2 separate regions of the Ovis aries genome follow, and region 1 is linked to region 2. The links are chromatin contacts, called in public Hi-C maps. All regions are on one chromosome and are shown on one strand. The core of a region is the stretch at or near the end of the contact, and the rest is flanking DNA. Distances in the headings are between cores, read along the strand shown.

The links. A called contact is a pair of places that touch in the nucleus more often than the background predicts.
Region 1: a Hi-C map of liver shows a contact between it and region 2, with 1.7 times the contacts expected there. The contact joins the promoter of CRYZL1 here to the enhancer-like site in region 2.

What each region holds. Positions count from the first base shown.
Region 1 is chr1:122,553,663-122,556,362 of ARS-UI_Ramb_v3.0, reverse strand. CRYZL1 (crystallin zeta like 1) reads right to left here and starts at 1,443. Exons shown (of 13, transcript XM_012186074.5): 1 at 899-1,443. ITSN1 (intersectin 1) reads left to right here and starts at 63. Exons shown (of 42, transcript XM_060416066.1): 1 at 63-323.
Region 2 is chr1:122,446,268-122,448,967 of ARS-UI_Ramb_v3.0, reverse strand. ITSN1 (intersectin 1) reads left to right here. Exons shown (of 42, transcript XM_060416066.1): 12 at 1,395-1,458. Among named protein-coding and RNA genes, the nearest start is that of CRYZL1, 110 kb to the left of the region's middle. Within about 2 kb of position 1,362, at least 2 of the 54 cell types and tissues checked have an H3K27ac peak or open chromatin away from gene starts, as enhancers often do. A contact at or near this core is called in liver, where this site is marked.

The sequences.
Region 1 (2,700 bases), core at 194-2,693, 110 kb before region 2:
GGGCGGAGACGGAGGGGCGGAGAGGGCGCGGGGGAGGCAGGTCCCGGGGGAGATGAGGAGATAGGCGGGAGCGAGGGACTGAGGGAGAGGAGCGAAGGGAGGCCGAGAGCTGAGGTGGAGACGGGAGGGCGCGCAGCTTGGTTGCTCGGTAGTACGGCGGCTCGCGAGGGAGAATCCCGGGCGGACTCCCGGACGCCCCGAGAGGCGGGCGGGGATGGTGTGCGGGGCTGCGGCTCCTGCGTCCCCTTTCCGCGGCGACTGAGCTGCACTGATTTTTTTTTTTGTCCCCCTGAGGCGGCAGCGTGGACCCGCCTGGAGATGAGGTGAGGAGAGGGCTGGACCGCGTCGGCCTGCCTTGCACCCGGCAGGCGGCCGGGGCGAGGGTGGGCGCGATGGCCGCCCGGGACGCCAGTCCACCCCCCAGCCCCGACCCCGGGGCCGGTGTGCGCGTCCCTCCCGGCGCCCTTCACCCTGAGCCGCACGCCCGGGAGGCGCCCTGTGACTCGTCCTTCCCATCCTCCCGAGCCGCCGGGGGTGGCTGGGTGGGTGGTGGTGGTGGCGGCCGGCTGGCACGCGCCGGGAGGCCGGGGCTCCGCGGCGGACCGAGGCTGGGGGGTGGGCGGCGGCCGCGGGACGGGCTTCTGGGGGTTGAATGGGCATCGGTCGCCGTGGCCCGCCGAGCTGGGGGGAGGTCCCGTCCTTTCTCCAGGGGCACGCGGGGCAGTGGGGTCCCTTGCAGGGCTGACCTCGCTGCCCGCGGTCGCCCGAGTGGGGCGGGCCGGCCGAGCCTCGCCTCCCCGCCAGCCTGCCGGGGATCCGGAATGCCCGGCCTCTCCTCCCCGGCTCATCCCTTCTCTCTCCTCCGCCCGCAAAAAAAAAAAAACAAAAAACAACCTACCCTGTCAGTGAAGGGCAGTCAATGCCGTTTTGGCCCCGCGTCCTCCAGCTGGGACTGACTTGACTCCGGTGGTATTTCACAGAAAGCGGCTCATCCTTTCAAGGGGGGAGCGCGTTCCCGGTGTCGGCCGCTTCCTTTTCCCCTTCTTTACGCACTGACACGGTTTTACAGTGTGGACCGAAGCCACAGTTACCAGGCTCTGTCTGGCTTGACCGAGGAAAATGCAGTCAGAATCCCCAGGAAAAGGTAACCGACGAGGAATGGGGTTGCGCCTTTCCCTCTTCTTGTTTGCCTTTTGGATTAGGAAGCACCTTCGTAGATTACATTTCCTATGGGCATCTTTTGTTGTGATTCATACTAAAGGCTTTGTTTTTGAAGAAAACCATTAGGGGCGTCTGTGTTGAGTTGAAGGCTCTGGAGATTTTTTGATAGCCTCTGAAAATGAAAGTTTCCTTTAGAACTTTGCCATCCTCGGTGCTATTCTGGAGGCAGCACCAGCCTGAAAATTTAAACAGATGCGACTCCGAATAGTTGCGTTTCTTTGTGCTTTATCTGCTGGCATCCTGCTCTTAATGTTTACGTGGTCGGGACGTCCAAATAAAACAAGTGCAATAAAAAGTATAGATAATAAAAAACAAGTACCGTGCCAAAAATGCGTCTGGAAAATCTCAATTCTGTCATCGGGGAAACAGTTTTTACTAATCCCTTTGAAAGGATGAAGACCAGGCTCAGAGTTTATGTAGTGGACAGGATCTGAGGGTATGAAATGGGACCATGGAGCCAGCAGGCCGGCTGGTATATGTAGTGCTACTCTTACTGTCTGAAATAGGAGTATATTTGTTGGGATACCCTTATTTTTTATATGACTTAAGGTGCAGAAGCTTAGTACCCCCCCTAAAGTTATGATTTCTACTTATTATGGAGAACAAAATACTGTGTTTTGTTTCTAAATTTTTAATAGTTCACCTGAAACATGTTATTTTTGAGTTTGCTTATAACAAAAGAAGAAAAACATTTTTCAGTATTGAGTTCTTTCTGTAGGACAGTTGTAAAGAACCCCAAAACTTTAGGTAATCCAAATTCAGAAATGAAGGACACTAATTTAGTGATGGTCCAAAAGCTATTTAAGACTTCTATAAGTAGCTGCAGTAGGGTGAATTTCTGATAGAATTGTTTTTGAAGGCTATTTATTTAAGAATGTATCTATTGAAATTTCTGAGGCACATGGTACCTTCACAAAAGTCTATTATTATTCTGCCTGAGTAAGAGAGGAAATGAACACATTTTTGATGTACTTTGGAACCCTGTGGATTGTTCAGATACTAAGCATTGTGAAATAGGGCATAAAACAAGTGGTAGCAAGTTAGTTCCCTGAAATGTTTGTGTCTCTTAGCTTTTTTTTTTTTTGCAATTGACTAGCAATTTCCTTTTTCTTAATGCTTATCCCTATTATTGGAAATAAAACTCTGCTTAAATTCATGTTTTCTCCAAATTACTAGATTGAGGCAAACTCAAATCTCCATAAAGAGGGTTAAGGAGGAGGTGTGATTAAATCCCTCTACTCTTACTCAGCTTTTTAATGTGGATTTGTGAATTATAGGGAATTAATTACAGGTCGGTCGGGTTTATATTACTCAGTTCACATTCCACTGCCGTAGGGCTCTTCTCTTGTGAATGATCTTTCTCTTCTGAATAGTTCCACTTACTGGCAGGTTTCTCAACGTGTAGACCTCAGATCACTTACATCACCATAACCTGAAGTTCTTGGTAAAAATACAGACTCCTGGAATCTGATTTCCAAC
Region 2 (2,700 bases), core at 113-2,612:
TAAATGAAATATGAACTTTCTTTTATATAATTCTATAGTGGGCACAATGTTGTTACAAGTATGAATGAAAGCTTTCACTAAACTTATACTGATTCTACTTTAATATTGCCAGTATTCTAAATGCAGTGAAAGAGAGTTAGTCCCTTAGTCATATCTGACTCTTTGCAACCCCATGGACTGTAACCTGTCAGGCTCCTCTATCCATGGAATTCTGCAAGCAAGAATAATGGAGTAGGTAGCCATTCGCTTCTCCAGGGGATTTTCCCGACTCAGGAATCGAACCCCAGTCTCCTGCATTGCAGACACCATTTCAGCCACCAGAAAGTGAAAGAAAGTGAAGTCGCTCAGTCATGTCCGACTCTTTGCGACCCCGTGGACTGCAGCCTACCAGGCTTCTCTGTCCATGGGATTCTCTAGGCAAGAATACTGAAGTGGGTTACCATTTCCTTCTCCAGGGGATCTTCCCGACCCAGGGACCAGGGAAGCCCTCTAAATACAGTGTTAGAGACTAAATAAAATGATCGGTGAACTTTGCTCATTCCAGTATACCAAAGACCAAGCAAAATGTTACACATGGTAATCTTCCCAGCATAATTACTACCACTTTGCATTCCTTGATGTATTACCTGTCATCCTGGGCCCATCCCTTGGAAATCATTGAAGGACATGAGACATTTGTTGCTCTCTTCTTAACACTAGTTTATTTAAAGATTCAAAATCTTCCATTGTAGGCTTCCTGGTATCTAAAGCTAGTTTCTTGCCAGAAATGAAGATATATACACAAGTATTTTAAGAAATGACAGCTAATTTTGAGAGGAAAGTTGAAATTCCAGGAATTCTTCTTTATCACAAACCTAGGAAATGGCTGTGATATTGGCCATTTATGCAACCATGAGCAAATTTTTTTTTTAAGTCTGCATAATGAAATGGTAGAAGAGTTTTCTCTAAGGTCCCTTCCTCTTTTGAGATTCTCTGACTCTTGTCTAAATATGAGAGTCATCATGATGGAGGTGGCAGGGGGTGGCAGATGATATTGCATTTAGAGAGGACACATTTCAGCTTTGTGAATAAAAACCTGATACAGATAGAGATGGTCACCTGGGCCAAAGGGCAGGTTATATATTGAAACTCTAATTTTTTACATACTCATTCCTCATTAAACATCTATTTAACAAAAATTTATTGGCTGTGTGCCAGGTGCTATGCTTTGCGTTTTTTCCTTTTTTCACTGGGACTTAATTTCCTTATTGAAAAGCCCATTGGGTAATAGCAAATATTGTTTAAAGCACTGTGATTGCATGAGATTGGATAGTACCTGTGTGCAGAACATTGATCTTCCTAGACAGTGAAGATTTGCTGATTCATCTTTATTTTTTACCCTGGCTTTCATTTAGGTCCCCAAGCAAGAACTATTCTTATGCAATCAAGTTTACCACAAGCTCAGCTGGCTTCAATATGGTAAGGAATAAAAAGTTCCTTGGTTTATATAAAGTGGAAATTTTATTTCTTAAATAGATAGGGCCTCATGAGTCTTTAGATTGACACCGTTATTTATAAGAGGTGATATATGGAGTATGCTTAATTTTTCAGTGAGTTTTAACTCACAGTGATTCAGTAGCTAAAATGATTTAAAGTTGTCCCTTTTACTTCCCCCTTTTGGTTTTTAAAAATACAGAAGCAGAGAGATTACTATAGTGAATTCTCAAGAACTCATAACACATCCTAAATAAATGCCCCTCATGGCTAGTCCTGCCTGTCCCCTCCCCCTTTCACTTATTTTAAGCCAAATCTCAGTCATTATATCATTTCCATCTGCAAATATTTCAGCCTGTATCTTCAGAAGACATAGGAATTTTTTTTCTACATGACCATAATACTGAAAGTCCATTTAAAACTGTTAATAGGAATTCTTATCATTAAGTTAATCAGATGGTGTTTAAATCCTTAGATTGTCTCACAATTTTTTATAGTTGATTTGTTCAAGTCAGGACTAAAATAAATCTATATTTTGTAACAGATGATTGATACACCTTTTAAGTCTCCTTTAACCTATAAATTTCCCCTGGTCTTATTCTCCCCTTTCCCTTGCCCACCCCCACCAAAAAAACCCCCAGATCATTTGTCCTATGCTTTCTTGCAGCCCACCTTTAGCTGATTACACCCTTGTGGTGTTAATTTATTCTTGTATCTCCTTTAGATTGGAAATTAGATCTAAGGTAGAGTTTCTCCACCTCAGTGCTGTTGACATTTTTGGCATGATAACTCTTTGCTGGTTAAGTAGTGTCTCTGGCCTCTTCCAACTCCAGTAGTATGATCCCCACCCCCTACATGTGACAATCACAAATGTCTCCAGACACTGACAGATGTTCTTTGCAGTACCAAATCAATCCGTGTTTGAGAACTGCTGATTCAGATCTGAGGAGAACCACTTGTCAGATTCAAATTTGATTTTTTTTTTTTTTTTGCAAAGTGCATCAGAGATGATACTGAGTACTTTTATCATGAGGCACACAATTGTTTCTCTATTTTGTCATTAATTTTTTGTTTTTTCGGCTGCACCGCATGGCTTACGAGAGCTTAGCTCTCCAACAAGGGATCAAACCTGTACCCTCTACAACGGAAAAGCAGAGTCCTATCCACTGGATCACCAGGGGGTTCTCTGTAATGATTTTTAGTAGCTATTGATGAGCATTGCCTAAA